2 separate regions of the Muntiacus reevesi genome follow, and region 1 is linked to region 2. The links are chromatin contacts, called in public Hi-C maps. All regions are on one chromosome and are shown on one strand. Each heading gives the region's core, a stretch centred on a gene start, on an enhancer-like site or on the middle of the called end of the contact. The rest is flanking DNA. Distances are from core to core; before and after follow the strand shown. Region 1 holds the start of PTPN23 (protein tyrosine phosphatase non-receptor type 23). Region 2 holds the start of ELP6 (elongator acetyltransferase complex subunit 6).

What was found. Hi-C and Micro-C count contacts between places; a contact is called where the count stands out from the background.
Region 1: a Hi-C map of muscle shows a contact between it and region 2, with 5 times the contacts expected there. The contact joins the promoter of PTPN23 here to the promoter of ELP6 in region 2. A contact is called at or near these places in 2 of 3 Hi-C or Micro-C datasets (blood and muscle).

What each region holds. Positions count from the first base shown.
Region 1 is chr4:110,242,326-110,246,694 of mMunRee1.1, reverse strand. It overlaps PTPN23 (protein tyrosine phosphatase non-receptor type 23), which reads left to right and starts at 1,636. Exons shown (of 25, transcript XM_065933832.1): 1 at 1,636-1,800. The coding sequence starts at 1,717. LOC136166881 (a long non-coding RNA gene) reads right to left here and starts at 2,209. Exons shown (of 2, transcript XR_010662996.1): 1 at 2,060-2,209.
Region 2 is chr4:110,100,776-110,104,904 of mMunRee1.1, reverse strand. ELP6 (elongator acetyltransferase complex subunit 6) reads right to left here and starts at 2,356. Exons shown (of 7, transcript XM_065933831.1): 1 at 2,192-2,356; 2 at 304-382. The coding sequence starts at 2,245.

The DNA.
Region 1 (4,369 bases), core at 387-2,886, 140 kb before region 2:
AGATTCCCCCTGGCGAAGGGAATGGCAACCACTCCAGTGTTCTTGCCTGGAGAATCCCCATGGACAGAGGAGCCTGGTGGGTTACAGTCCGTGGGGTGGCAGATTTGGACAGGACTGAGCAACTAGCACAGAATCTAACACAGTATTTGTTCTTCGGTGTCTGGTGTATGTCACTGGCGTCATGTCTTCACGGTTCATTTCTGTTGAGCATGTATCAGAATGTCCTTCCTTTCTGAGGCTGAAGGACAGTCTGGTGCATGCTGTCCCACATCTCCCTTGCCCATTCATCTGTTGACGGGCATCTGATTTAGTTTTACCTCCTGGATATTATAAACAATGCTGCTGTGAACATTTGTGTACTTGGATTTTCTTTTGCTCTAACTCCAGCTGGCATGAAGGTAGATCCTGGATTGCAAAGGGGACCTGGGCCCTTGGTTGTGGGTGAACCCTCTCTCTTGAGCCATGGTCTCCTCCCCATCTTCTCTTGAAAAACTTAAGGGAATCTATATCCAGCTCAACACAGACAGCCCTTGTTCTTCTCTTCCAAACCTCTCCCTCCCTGTTTTACCATGTCAGAAAACAGTTGTGTAGCCACCCAGGTATATACCAGCTAGAAACCTGGAAATAATCTTTTATATTCTCAATCTCTTACATCCATTCATCTCAGGTTCTACCACATTTTCCCCCTAAAACATTTCTCAAACCTGCCCGTGTTTCATTTCCCTTTGCCCCAGCTCCACATTTGTCTCCTGGAAGACTACCAAAGGTTCCTCGCTAATTTCCTTGCTTCTACTTTTGCCCTAACAAGCCATTCTCCATTTTATGTGTTTTTAAAGCTAGGTAATATACACATGATTTAAAAACCCTTGCTCTACAGGTCATCTCTTCAGAGCTGATAACTGTTGTCGGCTCCCTGGTCCCCTTCCAGACTGAAAGGTATTCGCGTGGCTGTATATAGTCATCCCCACCCCCATCGCTCTAAGTCTCTCTCTCTTTTCCCCCTTCAGCTTTACACTTCATTTACCAGTTCTCTCCCCATCATCAAAAACGGACTTGGCCATCTCTTAGGGAGCGCCCCTTCCTACAGGCTCAGCCGAGTATGCCAGTCTCCAACAAGTCACTCCTCTGTTCCAAAGCTCGACACCTGGGGTGAAACGGATTGCTTGCTTCTTAGCCCTGTCTCCTTGGCCAGGCAGCCCTTACTCCAAGACTGTTTTTAAGTTACTTCTTCTGGGGGTGGCCCTCCACACGTTATCTCTACCACAGCATCTGACCCCATCTACCAAGGCCCTCGACACTACTTAGGGTCTACAAGTCTATGGCTACGTTCTCTAATGTCCTTCCCCTGAGTGGGGAGCGACTGGAGCCCGAGCCAGGTCCCTGCGGTCTACTTTGCCCAGGAAGAAGAAACCAGTTACCTCCCTGCTTAGCAATTAGATGCAGAGAGACTACGACTCCCAGAAACCCTTTCGCCTCCGGCTGGAGGTGTGCCTTCTACACGTGCCCGCGTGCACGAGACTGAGCATGCGCAACGGAAAATGCGCCTGCGCAAAAGGCTGCACGGGAGGGGACCGCCTCTCCCAGCAGGCAGTAGGGGCATTTTTTTCCATCCCCGCGTGACAAGTGACTTCCGGCGTGGAGGGGCGGGGCGCGCGGCTGAGCCTGCAGCTGCGAAAGCTTGGGGAGCGGCCGGGGGGCCGGCGGGTGCCTGCGGCCATGGAGGCCGTGCCCCGCATGCCCATGATCTGGCTGGACCTGAAAGAGGCCGGTGACTTCCACTTTCAGCCAGCCGTAAAGAAGGTGAGGGCAGCTCCTCCTCCCCGCCCCCTCCCCTTTTCTCCCGCGTCTCTCAGTCCGCCGGCGCGTGACGCCCCCTGCGCGTCCATCATCTCCCCAGGCCCTGTCGCAGGGTCGTGTGAGGCCGGGAGGGACCTCCGCTGGCTTTCCTTCGCCTGGCGCACCCCCATCGCACCCTGTCTCATCTCTGCGCGCTCGTAGAGCGTCTCCCCACCGCCCGCCGACCCCGCCAGCCCCGTAGCACCCGCTGTCTGATCGGAACCTGTTTTCCGATTTCTTCTCCCGGTCATCCGCGATCCCCGCCGAGGCGCCTCACTTCCTCGGCGTGACGCTCTGGACCTAGTTCTGCTCCACCCCTCATCCGCGCCAGCACCGCCCTGCGGGGATCGGTGGGTGGCCCTCCTTAACCGTCAGGGTGGAAAGGCTGTGCTTGGCCCTCGTTATGCTGTCCGTCTACGACCGGACTGGGACGGAGGCCGAGGATGGCTCAGAATGTGTTTTAAGGCCCTGGCCAGCCGGACCTCTGTGATTGGAGTGGCTGTAACACTTGGTGCAATTCTGTCTGGTCTCAGAAGAAAAACCTTATCTGGAACTCTTTTGGACCAAAAGATAACAACTCTGTCGTTTAGAGGAGCGTTACTGCGTTCGCGACTGCGCACAGGGGATAAATAGTATTGTAGCTTTCAGAGCGACCCTAGCAGTCCTTTGCTGACTCTCCAGTTGGATGGAAGAGAACAGGCAGTTTTGGCGTTGAGGAAGGCAAGGGACCGCTGTGGGGAGATCAGGTGCGGCTGGTACAAAGGAGGGCCAGGTGTGTCGATTGGGCATCAGGTACCCTCTGAGACATCTGCCTTGGGAAGGACCGTCTGGTACCACTGAAGGACAGAGCAGAAGTGAAAAGGAATAACCAGGAGGCTGTTGCAGGTTGACATCCTTGTGGTTTTAGTATAGCTGCTGCCAGAATCTGGATGGTGCCCCACTGAGGAAGGTGGTTGAGAAAAAAAAAATAGAAGAAAGAAAATGGGTTGGGGAAGTTTTCCAAGAAGCTCTCCCTTTCTCTGTTCACACTGCCACTGCCTGCCTTCAGACACTAACAGTTTGTGTTCCTTTGAGTCCATCATTTAATCTCTTTGGGCATCTTTTTCCTCATTGGTAAAACCAGAAAATTAGATTAAAAAAAAAACAACTTTGGCCGAGTCCCCCCAGCTTATGTGATCTTAGTTCCCTGACCAAGGATCAAACCCCAGGCCCCAGTGAACCACTGGAGACGTCCCCAAAATTAGGTTAATTGATCTAAAGTTCCAAATTTTTACTTCTTTCCCAAAGTTTGGTCTCTTTTCCATCTACTGTTTTAATTCCAAGATGTATATCAAATTAAGAACAGAAGCTAAACAGCCCCATCATCTATGGGATGACAAAAGCATACACAGATGAATGAGATCATGTTAGTATCAGAGAAGGTGAAACAAAATCTTGACCCTGGGTCAAGAAATAGGAAGTTTGGCTCAGAGTTCTAGAACTACCATTGCTGATCTCTGGTTCCCATTTTTCTAATCTGCAAAGAATGGCAGGATCGGGTGATCTCATCTACCCCTGGTGGCTCAGGTGGTAAAGAATCTGCCTGCAATGCGGGAGATCTGGGTTCGATCCCTGGGTTGGGAAGATCCCCTGGAGAGGGGAAAAGCTGCCCACTCCAGTATTCTGGCTGGAGAATTCCAGGGACTGTATAGTCCATGGGGTCACAAAGAGTCTGACATGATTGAGCGACTTTCACTTTCATCTGCCTACAGAATTCTGGGCCATTGGTTGCTTGGTAAAAGGGCAGAGTAATGTCACAGAAATAGTATAGATACTGGAATCAGGCAGACTTTGGTTTAGGTACCACCTTTTTGACTTAATAGCTGAGTGACTTCAGCTGTTACAAATGATCACTTCACTAATCTGGGCCTCATTTTTCTCACCTGTAACAGAACTAATACTATACCTTATAAGCTTATGGGCATCAAGAGTTAACGCAGGGACTTTGCTGGTGGTCCAGTGGTTAAGAATCTGCCTGCCAATGCAGGGGACACAGGTCTGATCCATGGTGCAGGAAGATCCACGTGCTTTGGGACAACCAAGCCCGTGTGCCACAGCTACTGAGCCTGCGCTCTAGGGCCCACGTGGCGCAACTACTGAAGCCCTGGGCCTAGAGCCTGTGCTCTGCAACAAGAGACGCCGCCACAGTGAGAAGCCTACGCATTACAGCAGAGTGGCCTCCGCTCGGAGCGACTGCAAAAAGCCGGAGCACAGCAGCAAAGACCTAGTGCAGCCAAAACTAAAATAAATAAAAAGAGAAAAACAAGATATACTTTAAAAAAATGAGTTAATGCATTTGAGTCCCTAGTACAGGCCTTGGCATATTGTAAACAATACTTTCAGCTTAGCATCCTCTTTCTCTGTTTAGGAAATAGCCCAGGTCCTATGACAGCTCTGTGAGTTAGACGTAGCAGGTAATTGTGGTTCAGTCGGTAAGTCATGTCCAACTCTTTGCGACCCTGTGGACGGCAGCACGCCAGGCTTCCCCATCCTT
Region 2 (4,129 bases), core at 1,107-3,606:
AAACTACCCAAGAACCAAGGATCAACTAAATGAAGAGGCCACACAAGGCCCTAAGGGAGTCAGTGCCTACACATGGGGTGGAGAAGTGTAAGGCAATACTGGATATAGCGAATACATGGCAGTCTCTGGCATAGAACGGGTGGGAACAAGATGGTCCAGTAATCCCATTACCTAACAAATAGCCATCTGGTTACCCAAACACCAAAGGTCTGGCTAGTTAATACTATTTCTAGGGCTACCTGAAACAGGCCTCTTTTTTTTTTACCCCCTGGCCTTGGATTTTCTTTTTCTATAGTCTTATACCTTTGAGGTAGAAGGAGAGAAAGTGGTGCACAAGGAAACTGCCATCAGTCTTGGCATCACAGAGTAGAGTCAGCTTCCCCTAAAAGTTAAGAGCACAAAAAGATGTATTAGACTCCCTGGAAAGAGGTCAACTGAGTGTCAAAATCTAGTGGATTGTGTCTACTCTTAAATTTCTATACGTGGAGACTCATATGTGTGTGTTTGTGTATTTAACCAGAAAAAGAAAATAGGTAAAAATTATAGAGAAATCAACAATGAAGGTGATCTGTATTAAACGCACTTATTTTGGGCAAGCATATCTCAAGCCATCATCTTCCCCAGACAATGGAGAATAAAATCTCTTCTTTTCCTCACTCCTCTCCAGTCTTGGAAAGAATTAAATCCTGAACAAAGTAAGATTTTACCATCAGAACCCAACAAAAATCACTGACTTTCCAGATTGCAAGGAGTCTTCTAAAAAGTCAACTGATCCAACCTTCTCCCTAACTCTAATCCTCATGCCAATTCTGTCCCATAGGCAGGGGAGCAGGAGAAAGCAGTTGTTCCAAGAGACAGCCAGGATCAAAGTCCTCTTCCCAGTGGCCTTGGAAACTGCGTCAGGCAGGGCTCTCATTGTGTAGAGCCCTGGAAAAACCTCTGAAGATGGCCTTTGCAGGGTCTGGCTGTCCTGCTCCAGTCAATGACAGGGAAGGTCATCTCTCTTTCTGATGTCGCGATATTTTTTCCTCTCATAAAATATGAAAGACTACACTAGCAGACTCTGAGGTTACCCCTGGCGCTGTCATTTCCGGGTACCCACTTCTATCCCTCACTGGGGCCCTGGGTTTGGACTTTGGAGGTACTAGTAGTAACTGGCAAGGTAAGCAGCGCCATCTGGAGGCTTGGGCAGAGAAAAACTGCGGGGCAGCTAAAATGCACAAGGATTTACTGAAAACTATTTGCCTGGGAGTATGGAGTAACAAAAAGGAATTACACACTAAGTGTCTTGGCCGCCTGGACGAGCTTACCATTTCATCAGAAAGACAGGAGTTATGAAATAAATCACCTATGTTCCTAGGAGAGGCAACCCTCGGCCTAACGCAAGAACATTTTTGAGATGCTCTAGACCGTGGGAAGGAGAGAGCGAAGAAAACAGAGTAGGAAGGCTGTGATGCCAAAGGCGGGCTTGCGCAATCAAACGTTGGCAGCGAGCAGCTTCAGAGAGCACTGTTCAAAAACATGAGGAGGAAGACGAGCAGAAGCGTTCGCTGAAACCTGCCGAGTGCTCCCAGGACAAAGGGGGCTTAAGTTCGCTAAGAAGTTGCTCCCTTGTGGTGGGGGGCGGGGTGGGGGGGGTTGGTTTCCAGGTGGCTCAGTGGTCAAGAATCCGCCCGTTAAGGGAGGAGACGCGGGAGACGCAGTTCCATCCCTGCGTCAGGAAGATTCCCTGGAGAAGGGAATGGTAATCCAGTCCAGTATTCTTCCCTGGAGAATCCCACGGACAGAGGAGATTGGCGGGCTACGGTCCATGGGGTCGCAAAGAGTCGGACACGACAGAGCGACTAAACTACCACCACCAACCTCTGTTTGGGCGCTGGGACTCCCACCACGCTGAACACGCACAAGGGTCGCCTGTACACTTAAGTCCAACCCAAAGGTACAACGTGCTTCCGGTGGTCATTCAAGGGCGCACGAGACCTTCGAAAACGCTCAGGATGCCCACCTTGCGCAGGCCTAAGTGTCCAGCCCAACCTCGGGGGCGGGCCCTCTGCGGACTACAACTCCCAAGCGCCCCCGGGCCACGGACGTCACGTGATTTCCCACAGGTCCGCGTGCGCTTCATCCGGGTGTGCGGTCTTCCGCCGCGCTCCCAGAATCCAACCTCCTCCCCGACCTTACGACCTCTTACCTGCTCCGCCCCTTCAGGGGTGGTGTTGAGAAGGTTATTGAGTTCTGGGAACATTCCGAGCTCCAGAACGCACGGGGGTCCCGGATGGGAAGATGAGCTGCCGCCGATACAGCGGAGGCTGGAGAGCAAAACCCACCACACAGGACCACGCGGGAGGAGTGCGCATGCGCAATTCCTCTGCTTAGGCGCCGGCCGCAGCCAATGAAACACGCGGATCGGAGCGGGACGCTCTCGGCGCATGCGCAGAGACCTGGGCGCATGCGCACCAGGCCCGGGAACCTGGGCACTGAGCTGTGCGGGTTTCTTACCTTCCTTGCACTCGCAGAGGGTTTCCCCCGACCAAGGCATCAGGAGGTCGGGTCTCTTCTTCCTTCCCTCGACCGTGCGTTCTTCCCATCCCAGAGCCTCCTTTCAAGCTCCTGGGGTGTGCCCCACGCTACTAAAGGCTCTGGCTGCACCGGCGAACCAGACAGGCGAAGACGCCCGCTCTCGCACAAAACAGAGAACAGACGTAATAAACATGGAATAATAAATTGAAAAATTCTGTGTTGGGAGGGGGGGGAATGAAACTGGATAAAGGAATAACGATGGGATGGGGGTAGGTTTTGGAATAAAACAGGTTATCAGGTAGGGTCACTGACCAAGTAGGGTTGGAACACGCCCTGCATGCTTCTCCTTGAGATTTTTGCACTGTTTCCTCTCCCTGGACTGCAGCTGTTAAAAAAAAACACGCCACTTCCTTCAGGTCTTTGTTCACATATCAGTTTATCAGCATTCTGGATCATGGAAAAAGCAAGAGAGTACCAGAAAAACATCTATTTCTGCTTTATTGACTACGCCAAAGCCTTTGACTGTGTGGATCACAATAAACTGGAAAATTCTGAAAGAGATGGGAATACCAGACCACCTGACCTGCCTCTTGAGAAATCTGTAAGCAGGTCAGGAAGCCAAACAAATGAATGAATGTTTTAAAAAACAGAGCTGACTTTCAAGAATCCAATTGCGAGAAGGAAACTACACTCACATTGTTTAATACAAAAGCACAGAATAACATACTCCACATTGCTAATCATTTAAGAAATGTAAGTGAAACTGACAACTGGGTGTCTTCTCCAACCAGACAGAAATGGCCACCTGCAAAAATCTACAAAAATCAATATGAGAGGGGCATAGAGAAAAGGAAATCTTCCCTCCTGTGCCTGTGTGGGAATGTAAATAGCTGGACAGGCGCTATGGAAGAACCATAGGAAAGGAAAACCAGAGCTACAATGAGACCCTGCAGTTCCACTTCTGGGCCTATTTGGATGAAACCATCATTCAAAAAGTCACATGTCCTCCAGGGAGCACTGCAGCACTATTTACAATACCAGGACAGGGAAGTCACCAAAATGCCCAACAACACAGGAATGGAGAAAGGAGATAGAGCCCATATTTGCAATGCAATATTAGTCATAGAAAAGGGTGAAATGATGCCATTTGCAGCAATAATGATGGACCTAGACATGAGTATATAAAGTTAACTAAATCAGAGAGAAAAAAATCATATGTTACCATTTATGTGTGGATTTGAAAATCTGATAAAATTTAACTCATTTACAAGTAGGAACAGACTGACAGTCCTAGAAAACAAACTTATGATTACCCAGAGGCAAGGGGAGTGAGGAGCAGTAAGTTAGAAGGTTGGCATTCACAGATACATACTTATATGTGTGTGTATATATATGTACACACACACATATATACATATATCGACAGGGAAGCCTGGCAGTGCTGCAGTCCATGGAGTTGCAAAGAGGCGGACATGACTGAGCAGCTGAACTGAGCTTATATATATATTCACATAGAAAATAGACGGTCACCTGGGATCTACTGTGAGCACAGGCAGGTCTACGCAACATTGGCCAATAACCTCAATGGGAAAAGAACCCATAAAAGAAC